3 separate regions of the Mus musculus genome follow, and regions 2 and 3 are each linked to region 1. The links are chromatin contacts, called in public ChIA-PET maps. All regions are on one chromosome and are shown on one strand. Each heading gives the region's core, a stretch centred on a gene start, on an enhancer-like site or on the middle of the called end of the contact. The rest is flanking DNA. Distances are from core to core; before and after follow the strand shown.

Region 1 (4,607 bases), core at 1,245-3,744:
CTGACTAACCATCTCAGTTAGGAGACTAGGAAGTGCTTGTGGTTGGGTGCTACCTACTCTACTTAATCATGAGCCACGCGGTCAAGAATAATGACTGTGGTCATTTTTGCTATAGTATATTGTCACAGATAGTCATTTTTAAAATTCTTCTACTGTGCATAATTTACACTGAGGGGGTGTTTCCAGGCATCCACAGATTCTTGAAACTGTATCCCCTTTCACTAAGGAATAGTAACTGCCATTTTTATCTGCCATGTTCAAAACTTGTTTTCCAGCTCTTGTCCTAGTGAAGAGCATCCAACCCGTGCCCTGACAGTAGGAATGTGGCACAACACAAAGTCACACGTGAACTAAAACAGAGGCATCTTTGTGATGTCTTTGAATAACACAATTTCGTGGTTCTTGAGGGAGAACCTTGTAGATGACACTGGAGTAGCTCAATGTCACAGCCTGGACACTCCTGTTAAGAGTACTCCTTAGTAAGCTACACGTCAACCTCAAAAGGAAGCCAGCGTGAGAATTTAAAAAATTTTTAAAACTAAATATGCCCCACTGCTCACATCTGATCCCTTTTATAGAGAAGTCTTGAGATGGGTGGACATTACCCAGTCCTGGAAAGGCCTTGATGAAAATGTCACTTCAGTAAATTCGGGATTGAGGGTCTAGCCTGGTGGTAGGAGCCCTGGGGTCAGTCCTCAGCTGAGATGGGTGGGGTGGGGGCATGAGATCTGGCAAGGCTTACCAATGGGAGCGCTGTTTTAAGAGAGCCCAGCATCCTGAATGAACTTCTGAAATCATGGCCCCACTCTGAAATGCAGTGAGCCTCATCCACAGCAATGAGAGTGATGCCTACACAGAAGAAAATATACAGGAGAAATAAGGCTCAGAAGGAAAATGCTAGCTAAGTCAATATTGTCTGTTCCTATTAGAACATATACCTCACAGAAAGTATAAGTCAAATCAAAGTATTGGGCTCAAACACACACACACATAAGAAGCATAAATAATACCAGATAACATCAAACTTTCGAAGTCAGAAGAGAAATGAATAAAAGAGATTCGCATACAGGAAATATTTACGTCGTAATTCAAACAACACACTATCTTTCAGTTTTCATTACTATTCCTCAAAGACATAAATTGCTTATTATTACTGTGTCCCAAAATTATCACTTATAACATCTACAACAATATCCTTTCAAAAGAATTGTTCCATTTCTTTTTGGCAATAATGTTAATCTTATCTCATAGATTAGCTATCAACGGAGACAAATAGTCAGCACATTTCTACTGAGATTAAGTACATCGTTATCTGCAATCCGGCACATATCATATTACAGGAAGTTCCTCTGAAATGCCAATAACTGAAGACGAGATGACATCCACATTGGCTAACATAAAACGGCTTGGGGAGAACTAATTCCCACCGTGTGCAAAGTAAGTAGTGAAAAAGAACATAACCCTCCACTGGGCCCCACACCACACACTAAAACAAGATCAATGGTGTCTTAATGCATCTGAAAGGGCTTCATTATGTAATCATCATGACATCTTCAGACATTTCAAAGAACTGACTAGTAATGCCTTTACCCTTATCAAATTAGTACTTTTAAGAGAAAAATAACCTTCTGTTATTTGCTGATATACCCTATCAGTGAGATGATTTAAAACATGTGCTTTAGAATTAGATTAGCTGTACACAAAGCCTTGAGAAGCTACAAATCTTTTCAGTTCTCAGTTTCCTCAAAACTACATCGTGGACCTGCTGAGAAGGCTCAGTGGGTAAAAGTCTGAGAACTTGAGTTCAACCCTCAGAAACCACAGAGAGAACTGTCTCCCACTTACACAGGTGTTCTCTGACCTCTACAAACACACTGTGGTATTTCACACACACACACACACACACACACACACACACACACACACACACACACACACACATACACACACATACACACACTGACCACTACCACCACAAACATCATCACCACCACTACCACCATCACCATCACCACCATCACCCCCAGCAGCACCAGCAGCACAAACAGCATCATAAGCAAAAATAAAACACAGTAGGTAGTAACAGCACCTAATACTTCTTACTACTCTAAGGTTAAATTAGAACATTCACATAACACACTCAGATAAGGATGGGCCCAAAAAGAGCTTAATAAAAATATACTTCAGCGGTTATTACTACATGGTCATTATGATTTAAAGCCCTTTTAAGAGCCACACGCATGTAATTCAGGAGCAGGAATTCAAGGCTCTCTTCAGCCACATAGAAAGTTCAAGACCGGCCTGAGCTGCTGGAGGCACTATCTAAATAAGAAAACTGAATTAACCCTTTTCTGGGTAACCAAAGTACACTTGACCTCAAGGGTCTCACAATCCAGAGAGGAAACAAAAGAAACAAGAGCAACTCATTGAGATTACACCGATGACCTCAGACTGCGAGAAGGAAGGAAGCGAAGAGGCAAACGCTGACTTTATACCACTGAGTGACTGCGGAAATGCCAGTGTTACTCATACACTTATTCTGAATGTAGAAATTAACATGGCTAGACTTTAAGTTAAAAGAGATCTGACAAGCAGTTAATAGAGTTGAACTTTCACCTGCACAGTTAGTTCAGACAAGCTTTGGCAAAATTCACTCTGAATGCAAAAGTTCAAGGGTCTTCCAAGGTCCTATAGAGATTTCATTTAGGCATCTGCCATTCAAGTCTCATTCCCAAAGTTAAAAGACAATCACAAGTACGCCTGGGAAGGCACCCCATGAAGTATGCTTGCTATTTCTGTTATAGACCCGGACTACTTTAAAAAAAAATATATGTAACATTTACCTAAAAATGACAAATCTGATTAGTTAAATGTCAGACTACTGTACAAATAACATCCCAAGTATATTCATTTTTGTAGGCTTTTTACTATTTCCTGCAAACAAAGGCCAGTGGAAATATTTAAAAAAATAATTTTCATTTTCCTTATCCCTTTTTCTAAATCACCCAGGGAAATATTTTTATCTATTAAAAGCAAACAATTCTGCTCTAGTGATGAAAAACTTACACGTGTTATCTGGTTTTGTTTGCTCACTTGTGTGTATGTTTTTAAAACAGAAGGGAGGTCAGACTATCTGATCCTCCTGTATCATTCTCCTAAACTGATTCACAGGAAGGGAGGGAGGGAGGGAGGGAGGGGGGGGGAGGAAGAAAAGCACAATAAACAAAACATACAGTGTCTAAGGTGAGCAAGAGGGAGTGGGTAAAACCACTTCCCTTTGGCATAACAGCAAATGCCCAGAACCCACATGGTTGACGGAGAGGACCATCTCCCCTTCTCCTTCAAGTTACCCTGTGACCACAAACACCAACACACGGAGTAAAAACAAAAATAAATGAAACTGAATGAGGTTTGAAGCCAGGCCTGGAGCATGCTAGGCAAACAGAATCATTGAACAGTGTCCTCAGCTCGGCAGCACTGACCATTTACCTCATAAAAAGTAATAACTACTTGTCAAAGGCTCTTAATGTTTATTTACTTACAGAAGTTATTAATTTAACATCATTATAAATTAAAACAAATAAACACTGAAAGTGGAAAAAAATATACTCAGAATACAGAGTTACTGATAACCAGTTTTTTAGATCCAACCATGAAATTGACCTATAAGGTAGATCTATAAGGCTATAGATCTATAAGGTAAATCTATAAGGTAAATCTATAAGGTAAATCTATAAGGCTAAACCCATAGAGAGATGCTTGAAGGAACACCTTCCAGCTATTACAGACTGGACATCAAACTTGTTTTCCATTACAGGCAAAAACATGCCAATGAGAGCTAACAGAGAGAGAGCATAGGTACACTGTGATAATATATTTCCATAAATATTAATGTAGGTCCTCATTCTTTGCTGCTTTCAACACATACTGAAATATAAAAGTCTGCTCTCTTTTTGGTTTTTTTTTTTCAATTTCCTTATTTATTTATTTATTTATTTATTTATTTATATTGGATATTTTCATTATTTACATTTCAAATGTTATCCCCTGTCCCATTCCCCATCCCCCTGCCTCCATAAGGGTGTTCCCCCCACCCCCGACTCCTGCCTCCCTAGCCTCGAATTCCCCTACACTGGGGCATGGAGCCTTCACAGGACCAAGGGCCCCTCCTCCCATGGATGCCTGATAAGAGAAACACTATTAAGTGATAGGGTACATGTCTTTGTTACCATGACCAAAGCGGCTTGTGGAGGAAGGGTTTATTTGGCTTACACTTCCACATCATCCTCATTATTGATGGAAGCCAATGTGGGAACTCAAGCAGGGAAGAGACCTGGAGGCAGGAGCCTGAAGTGAAATGTTCAGTAAAGCCTTTGTGCCTAGCTTTGAGTGAAATGTTTCAGCGAAGCCTCTGCTGTGTTTGGGTTACTGAGTAGAGGCTGAGAAATTGTTTTGAGATTATTTGAAGAAATGTTGTCTCCCTGCAAAGTCTGCACTCAGTACTACCTGAAGGCCTGCAGCTGCATCAACCTTGGTCCTAAGACACTCCTGGCAAACCTGGAGTTCTTACCTTTGATTATGCCTAGCCATGGTCAAAAGGGACTGAG
Region 2 (4,607 bases), core at 800-3,299, 330 kb after region 1:
AGACATGGAGACTAACCTGCGGGCTTTTGTTTCTGCTTCACCGTATCTCAACTCTGTCCACAATTCATTCATATTCCTTCTGTTGCCCCAGTCTAAGCCATCCCTGTAACTATTCACTACAGCAAACTCTAACTTGGCTCACTACTCTGCACTATAGCTCCATTCCAAAGCATTCTCCACACAGAATCCAGAATGGCCCTTTAAAAAACTAGGGGCGGGAGGCAGAGGCAGGCGAATTTCTGAGTTTGACGCCAACCTGGTCTACAAAGTGAGTTCCAGGACAGTCAGGGCTACACAGAGAAACCCTGTCTCGATAAAACAACAAAAAAAAAAGAGAGAGAGAGAAAAAAAACTATGGGTTACTATAGGACCTGAAAACATGAGGCAGGAGGTTTGCTTCAAGACACAGGCTAACCTAAGCTAATTGAAGACTCAAAAGACACACATAATAATAAAAACCATGCAGGGTAGTGATGATGCACACCTTCAATCCCAGCACTGGGGAGGCAGAGGCAGGTGAATCTCTATGAGCTCAAGACCAGCCTGCTCTATAAAGTGATTCCAGGGCACCACGGGCTGTTACACAGAAAAACTCTAGAAAAAGAAAAGAAAAGAAAAGAAAAGAAAAGAAAAGAAAAGAAAAGAAAAGAAAAGAAAAGAAAAGAAAAGAAAAGAAAAGAAAAGAAAAGAAAAGAAAAGAAAAGAAAAGAAAGAAAGAAAGAAAGAAAGAAAGAAAAAGAAAGGAAAGAGCTGGAGAGATGGCTAAGCAGTTAAGAGCACTGACTGCTCTTCCAAAGGTCCTAAGTTCAATTCCCAGCAACCACATGGTGGCCCACAACCATTCATAATGAGATCTAACGCCCTCTTCTGGTGTGTCTGAAGACAGCTACTGTGTGTACTTACATATAATAAATAAATCTTAAAAAAAAATCAAAACCACCTCCAATTAGTCACTGATCGTCCTCAATAAATCACAGTGCTCTCAAATGTAAAGATTTTAACAGTACTGTAAACTCAAGTATCCCCTTACTTTTATGTTCTACAGAAGGTGATTAACTGATAAGAACTTTTTAGACTATGGAATGGTTCAAATGTTGCAGGTCCAGAGCCTAACCATGGATTATTATGGGCTTTAATTAGCCCACTTAATAGTCACTCATTGTTCACCTATATGCCTGACCTAACTATGCCTATCACATGGAACCTACACAATATATTAACTTAGCCCACAACCTTCTACCAATCCAAAAGTTTATTTTGTGAGCACCTGAGCCCTCTGCGAGAGGTTTTCCTACACGTTGCTGTAACTCATCTCCCTGATGGACCTACATATATTTAAGGTGTTTTGTGACATTTTTTTGGCTGTTACAATAAAAACTTTTGGAACCGTGGAACCGAGAATTTGAAGTAACCCAAATCCGTATTCTCAGAACACCACGGACATTTAGATTCGATTCCAAAATAAACTCTGACCTGCTCTGGGGCAGAGCGCTGTTTTTTAGGCTAACAGTACCTACAAGTCGTTGTGGCAGTAGTGGAGAGTGAGATTGCAAACAGGGTCTGACTTAGAATAAGATTCTCAGAAATGGTACTTGGGGACTCCCTTTCATCCATTCCTTGATCATGACACAAAGGCTTTCACCTGAAACATGGCTCAGCTATCAGCTTATTTACTTCCGGCTCTCATTACTCTTAGAGGCGAAACAGTTCCTATCTGTCCCTGCGCTTCTCACTCGGGTCCCTTTCCAAGCCGACCCTGGCCAGAGATCAAGAGAACTTTTTCCCGCGGAAATGGAGGCGGTTCCGGAAGAGGGGCGGGCGCGATGGATTCTGGGGATTGTAGTCAAAAGCGCGCGGAGGTCCGCGCCGCTCAGGTGACAACACTCCAGCTGGGAGCACCGAGAGGAGAAAGGCAACACTTACCGAGACTCGGGATCCCGCGCCGGAGCTCCAGACACAAGAGAGGGAGAGCAGAGAGCAAGAAAAGGCCCACGACGCCACGAGAAGCCATGGCGCGGAGGGCTCGCTGGGCGCAGTGCCCGCCCCTTCCGGCCGTGCCTTCCGCGAGCTCGCCCCGGAGGCCTCGGGCTGGGAGGAATGGAGGGAGGATGCTGTGCCCTGAGGCTGGGGCGCGGGCCCGGATGCGATTGCTCAGACGGCGCGGGTCATCTCCTTCGGCTGGGACGGTCCCTGTCCTGTGGATCTGAGGCTGGTCACGATGACAGTGGCTTATCAGACTGTGCAGGTCTAAAAGATGGTGCTCAGAAGACTGAAATGACTTAAAAGGGGCGGTTGACGCTGCGAGGCCCGGTGGCCTTGTGTCCCTTGGGGGTAACAGGGCGTTTGGTTCTTAGCTAACTAGTTACTAAGCATCTTCTCTTCCTAACAGGTCCTGCGGGAAGCTTAAAAGTGGGGTCTGCTCCCTAGTGCCTGTTCCTGCCCCACACCCGCGTGGAGAGTTCCCTAGACCTGCCCCCCACTCACTGTTCTCCCTGTCAATGCCTACACGTGTTACAGTTATGACTTAACGTTGGCCTCACAGTGACTTCCCTGCCACTCCATGACTCAGCTCTGGTAACTTAGAGTTCAGGAATGGAGGGCCTTCCCACTGACAAGATTCCCAACTTGGCAAGTCCTCAACCATCAATACCCCCAGTCGCTCTTCAGTTTAGCTTAAGTTCCAAGTATGTGTAAGTTACTGAATTTGTCCTAAACAAACTCAGCCCTGGGATACATGTCCTGTACAGAGACTATCTGATGTCTGGTGCCATGATAGGAATGTCTGTATAGAGTGCTACAGAACCACGTTCTGCAGTGTGGAGAAGAATTTCCTGAGGAGATAGTGACTAAAGTGTGAAGGTTTGGAGTTTGGACTTCGGACACTTTTAACCACAGCACTAGGGAGGCAGTGGCAGATGGATCTCTGAGTTCAAGGCCAGCCTGGTCTACAGAGTGAGTTCCAGGACTGCACAGAGAAACCCTGATTGAAAAAAACAAAAGAAAAAAAAAGTATACAGAGGAGCGTCCAAGACCTTGGAACAGTGAGCCCTAAATGGGTGAATATGAAACCCTCCCCTTAGGGAACCCCAAAGGAGCAGAGGCAGAAAGAGTAAGAGCAAAAGGGATGAAGGGCACGGAGAAAACAAGGCCCTCCAAAGCAAAAAAGATCGATAAATATGTGAACTCAGTGAACTGAGGCAGCATGCACAGAGCCTGTGTGGATCTTCACCGATAAGCTCCTAGAGCCCAAAGAAGTAGACAGCTATCCCCATCCTTAATCCAGCCACTATCTCCAACTGATAACCACTTGAAAAAGTAAATTCTCTCTCCAGGGAAGGCTCACTTGAAAAACATTTGCGATGGTAGACTGAATGGCCAGCAGTGGATGGCCAATACAACCTTAGAGGTTCCTGCTCTTGAAATGTCATGTCAGAGTCCTGCCTTTTTTTTTTTTTTAACCTCCTTTTACCCTAAAGTTCCTTTGTGTATATATTATGGCTTCCAGTTTAGTGTTTTTATGGCATTCCCAAGTGTGCCAACATGAGGCTTTGATTCTTACACTCTCTCTTGGGCTCTTCCCCTTCCGTCTGTTTTCTCTGATTCTGATGTATTAGTTCTATTTTAATTATCCTTTAGAAGCCTGTTTCATATTGACAGGAAAGGTGTGGATCCAGATGGGATGAGAGGTGGGGAGGACTAGGGGGAGGAGAAACTGTAATCAGGATATAATATGTGAGGAGGGGAATTTTATTTTATGTATATGGTGTTATGCCTATATCCCCTAGAACTTGTGAGCCACCAAGTGGGTGCTGAGAATCAAACCTAAGACCTCTGGAAGAGCAGCCAGTGCCCTTAACCACTGAACCATCTCTCCAACCCCCAAAATGTACTTTCTTTCTTTCTTTTTTTTTTAAAGATTGATTTATTTATTATATGTAAGTACACTGTAGCTGTCTTCAGATGCGCCAGAAGAGGGTGTCAGATCTCATTACAGGTGGTTGTGAACCACCATGTGATTGCTGGGATTTGAACTCAGGACCTTTGGAAGAGCAGTCAGTGCTCTTAACCGCTAAGCAGTCTCTCCAGCCCCCAAAATGTACGTTCAATAAAAGGAAAAAAAAATTTAAGAGCACAATGGCAAATTGGACCTAGGGCCATTGGAGATTGCTTTGTAAATAGGCTATGAATCTTATTACTGAGTATAATAACAGGCAAGAGGATTGTGACTGGTTCAGGCCCCAGTGTGATCCCGTTCAAAAATAAATAGCAACAAAAAAACTTTAGACTCAAAGAGTTCAAACTAGGAGGGCACAGTCTCAAGTCAGTAATGAGAAGGAGGCCATTTGAATTATAACAGGATAGATGGATTACACAGCTGGGTTGACTCATACAATGTTCCCACTGGGGCCTGTGTTGATTCTACATGAAGACAGACAAGGAATTCCTTCAGTTCTCACCAGCTTCATTTTGTTCTGCATTCCTTCTGTTTCTTTCCTTCTTCCTGGGTTTCTAGATTAGTCTAGTGAGTGACACCAGCATGTCTGGTTTTAGACCTTGAAATACAATTTTCAGGTCTGGGGAGATGGCTCAGTAGTTAAGAGCACTGA
Region 3 (4,607 bases), core at 1,230-3,729, 260 kb after region 1:
TTATTTATTTATTTATTATATGTAAGTACACTGTAGCTGTCTTCAGACACTCCAGAAGAGGGAGTCAGATTTCATTACGGGTGGTTGTGAGCCACCATGTGGTTGCTGGGATTTGAACTCTGGACCTTTGGAAGAGCAGTCAGGTGCTCTTACCCGCTGAGCCATCTCACCAGCCCCTGCTTGCTACAATTTTATTAACGAATTCTATCCTTGTATTCATAAGAGATAGCAATATGTAGTTTCCTTGAGATGTTTATGTGTCATCTTAATATAAGGGTAGTATGATCTCATAGGCTGAGTTGAGAAGTATTCTATATTTTTAAGTTGGTGCTGATTTGGTATTGATTTTTTCAAATATTTGACTTCACTTGTGAAGTCATCAAGTGTTGAGTTTTTAAGTAGTGTTTTAATACTTTCACTTACCTGTAGGTCAGTATCACAGCTTCTTAGACTATGAGTCATGACCCCATATGTGAGAATTATGAAAATTTTGGCAACAATAAAAAGTGTATGAACATGAAATGACCAAAAAATTCATTCCAAATCAAACTGTTATGAGTCCAAGGTGTGTCTTGTTTTACTCACACTTCTGTGGGGTGTAACTTCCCTGCCACTTTGAATATATGGTGTGTGCCTTGTGTCTATATACCCCATCACACAGTGCAGTGCCAACACATACTGCCTGAGCCTTTGCCTGAGATTCAGAAGCTCAATTCCAGAAAAAGAGAATTTTACAGTGTTGCTCCTGTCATCCACACCATGTATCAAATTAGTGTATCTTTGGATTCTGTTATGCTAGAAAGTGTGATTTTAAAGTTACTTTTAAATTAATTTAGCTTTTTTGTTTTGTTTTTGTTTTGTTTTGTTTATCGAGACAGGGTTTCTCTTCTCTTTGTAGCCCTGGCTGTCCTGGAACTCACTCTGTAGACCAGGCTGGCCTCCAACTCAGAAATCAGCCTGCCTCTGCCTCCCAAGTACTGGGATTAAAGGTGTGTGCCACCACTGCCCAGCTTAACTTTAGACAATTTACAAAATTTTCAGAAATAGTTGTTAATATTGTCCCATTTTATACTATATATTTAGGAAAGAAAAAACTTTCTCATGATTGATGATTAGAAAATTAAAGCATCAGTTAACTCTTAAAGATATTGAAAGTGCTCTTAGTGTACCAAGCATTCAGCCAACATTTAATTTTCATGTAAAAATAAGCATATTCTTACTTGTATATAAATTTCCTTTTATATAAATTTAATATATGGTAAAATTATATTTGTCAAAGAACTGTTTTGTTTTTTTCTTCGAGACAGGGTTTCTCTGTATAGCCCTGGCTGTCCTGGAACTCACTTTGTAGACCAGGCTGGCCTCAAACTCAGAAATCCACCTGCCTCTGCCTCCCGAGTGCTGAGATTAAAGGTGTGCACCACCACCGCCCAGCTCAAAGAACTGTTTAAAAGTACTTTTGTCTGGAGTCAAAAATTTTTCTGGCAAAAAGATCACTATTAGCTTTTGGCTAGCCAGTATAGTGTCTGTTCTTACCAGTTTCTCTGACATATCTTCTATATGAGGATGGCTGGCAGTTGGATAGGAAGAGGGATGAGGAAGGGACATGTGGGGGTGAGAATAATTAAACTTCATTATTTAAAGTATGAAACTGTCAAATGAAAAAATGGGGAAAAAAACACAAATGGTCACAGATGTATAAAGCTTTCTCTGTACTTTTTGTTTATATAGGAACTTGTTCGTTTCATTTTTCTTACGTAATATATTAACATACAGTTGTTTCTAATACGGTATTCCTCTAGAGTCTTGTTTTTTGAGACAAGTCATGGTTTTTGTGTAGCCATGGCTGTCTTGGAGCTTACTCTATAGACCAGGCTGGCCTCAAACAAATTGACCTCACAGAATCCACCTGCCTCTGTCACCCAAGTTCTAGGATTAAAGGTGTGCACCACCATTGCCCCCAGCTCTATAGAATCTTTTTTACTTCAGTAAGATCAGCAGTAAATAATTTCTAAGTCAACTGATTTGGGCCTTTTTCTAAAGTGTTTTGTTTTGATAAGCCATGTTGCTATGTAACCTTAGTTGGTCTGGTACTTGGTATATATAACCCAGGCTAACCATTCTACTTCCTCAGCCTCTAAAGTGATGAGATTACAAGCATGTGCCACCACACCCAATTTTACTTTCAAAACTTATCCCAAGCGTGTGGCTAAAATGTTCAGTCTTCATTACTTCCAAGGGTGCTTACTATGCTATGGCTATAGAGAAAGGGTTTATAGGATTCTTTCTCCCTACTTTAATTTTTTTAATGTATTTTATTTACATGTATGTACATGTGTTGTCATGCAGTCAAGTTGCTAGACTAGGTTCATATTTTCCATTTCAATATTTTGTTACTTAGTCTCAATCTCTTTTCTTTTCTGCAAGAAGAGATGATCATCATTGGGTTATTTAACTGAACTGTCAGCTACACTCACCCATGACATACTTTTTTATTTATGTTTCCACAGAAAGAGCATGTTCTCTGAATAACTGTACAATTGCTAAAAGAATTGGAAAAGGAAAAGATGCTACAGTCATCTTTGAACACTTCAGGAAACCTGTGGATCCATTTGTTCAGGAAAATTGTCCATGTAAAGCACTAAATTCAGAGATGGGTCCTTTCAGCTCAGATACTTCTAGTTCTTATGGAAATGTACAAAATGGAAACAATTCTGTGCTTGAAGCATACAACAGACAGACAGAAAATTCATCAAATCTTAGAGATGCTTCTCAAGTATACACACACAATTCAGGTTTTTCTTTCATACCCACTGGTAACACAGCAAGTGGTAATGGTGACCTGTTCAGTGTGACATATCTTAGAAGTATTTTAAGTAGTATTTCTGCTGCTTTTCCCTCTCACAACAATACTGGCTCAAGTACAGTTATTACTTCAAAACTCATTAAGGACCCAAGACTTATGAAGAGAGAACAGAGCATGAGAAACAAAAGTGATACTGCAGGTTTGAGTGATGTTTTGCCATTGGATAAGAGTTTGGGTTGTGGTGATTCACAAATAAAGCTGACATGTATGCCAACTAGTTCCATCTCTTCATCGGAAGTTCCTGCTGATAATACCATTACTAGTTGTTTGAATGCCTCTTGCTTCAAATTCTCTTCTGAAAGTTCACACTATCAGGCTCATAATAGCAGCTCAAAGGGCCATGACTGTATAGCATCCAGTAGCATTGCTGTTACAGAACAATTTAAAGAGCAACACAGTTCTTCCTTCCCCAGTTCTTTATCAAATGCATTTTCAGATGTCAGGAAACAAAAACACAGTGAAGAACAGGTCCAGAGAGCTCAAATGAGAAGCAATGTCCCAGTTTTAACAGCTCTGAGCAGTGAGTCACGGAACTCCGATGAATCAGAAAATACTTGTAGCAACGACTCTCAGGGTCATTTCTCTCAAGAGTCACCATCTTCTGATATAAACAGTATATATAAGGTTGGTCACCAGATGTCTACAGTCTTCCCAGCCCAGAAGAAAGGAAATCTATGTGAATACATCCAAGATACGGGAATGATGAGAGCCTCCATCAGCACAGAAGACAGCACTAAAGATGGAGTAAACCATACTTGGTGCAAAGAAACTGTTCTTAGTAATGAAACTGTTAGTAGCCCAATTGATAATTCCAATACATTGTACCAGGAACACAAAGAAGGAGGAAATCTTAATTCTTTAAGTGGTAATTGTGAAAAAATCGGAGTTACTCATAAGTTACAAGTGCCCAAGTTTCCCATATCTTCCACAGGGGATAAAAATGAACTATATCGTGCAGCATTGGAATTAGAGTGTTCTCTTACTCCAACTATAGAGTGTCTTTCACAAAAGTACCCGCAACACTCTTTGGAGCATGAAGATAATACAAATTTTGCCATGACTCAAGGGCTAATAGAATTAAAAACAGTACAAAATAATCAGAACTTTGGTAACATTTTGTCTGATGCCTTCCAGGAAGCAAAAGATGTTCCCCTGGCCAGTGAAAAGCTCATTGATAGAGTTATTTCATCAGCTGCCATTGACATCTCTCTTGACAGTTCAGTTTGCAACATAATTGGAGAATATACATGTGTCCGGAGGGAAAATGAAAATGGGGAAGCATCACCATATAACTGTCACAAAGAAGAAGCTTCTCGTGTTAAAGATGGTGTGCAGGATCACAGCCTATCTTATGATGCAGAATTGAGCTGTGATCTGAACTTGAAAATTAATTTGCAAGAACAAAGAGATGATAAAAATCCAAATGAGGCTAAAGAACACAATACAGATAACATAAATGGAAGTGAGAAACAAGATTGTCTTGCAAATGACCATTTCACCAATATAGTTGAAATGAGGGAAATTAAGAGTAACACCGAAGTAGAAATTCTGAATTCTGAAGAATGTTTCACATTTAACTCATTTCGGGGAAAAAACGGTAAACCAGCAGAAACAGCATCATCAGAGAGTGAAGCTGTAGAACAAAGGCATGCACCAAATGATCAAAGAGGCCTAGAGCACTTGGTGTCCTCATTTCCAGAAATTGAAGGCTCTTCAGTGTGTGTAGCCTCAAATGCTACAA

Evidence for each region. ChIA-PET counts read pairs in DNA pulled down with a chosen protein or histone mark.
Region 2: a contact with region 1 is called in an RNA polymerase II ChIA-PET map of effector CD8 T cells, with 13 read pairs. The contact joins the promoter of Ubxn8 here to the enhancer-like site in region 1. A contact is called at or near these places in 1 of 39 promoter capture datasets (hippocampal neurons), 8 of 115 datasets of contacts at active chromatin or transcription factors (the 230-238 cell line, bone marrow-derived macrophages, effector CD8 T cells and 4 more) and 2 of 9 other capture datasets (adipose tissue and liver).
Region 3: an RNA polymerase II ChIA-PET map of memory CD8 T cells shows a contact between it and region 1, with 5 times the contacts expected there. The contact joins the promoter of Tex15 here to the enhancer-like site in region 1. A contact is called at or near these places in 6 of 484 Hi-C or Micro-C datasets (bone marrow-derived macrophages, embryonic stem cells, nephron progenitors and 1 more), 2 of 115 datasets of contacts at active chromatin or transcription factors (embryonic stem cells and memory CD8 T cells) and 3 of 9 other capture datasets (adipose tissue, embryonic stem cells and pancreatic islet).

The regions. Positions count from the first base shown.
Region 1 is chr8:33,304,912-33,309,518 of GRCm38.p6, forward strand. Wrn (Werner syndrome RecQ like helicase) reads right to left here. Exons shown (of 34, transcript NM_011721.4): 17 at 743-849. Among named protein-coding and RNA genes, the nearest start is that of Wrn, 78 kb to the right of the region's middle. Within about 2 kb of position 2,495, at least 20 of the 459 cell types and tissues checked have an H3K27ac peak or open chromatin away from gene starts, as enhancers often do. A contact at or near this core is called in effector CD8 T cells and memory CD8 T cells, where this site is marked.
Region 2 is chr8:33,639,927-33,644,533 of GRCm38.p6, forward strand. Ubxn8 (UBX domain protein 8) reads right to left here and starts at 2,050. Exons shown (of 8, transcript NM_178648.2): 1 at 1,924-2,050. The coding sequence starts at 2,011.
Region 3 is chr8:33,568,065-33,572,671 of GRCm38.p6, forward strand. Tex15 (testis expressed gene 15) reads left to right here and starts at 2,480. Exons shown (of 4, transcript NM_031374.2): 1 at 2,480-4,607. The coding sequence starts at 2,480.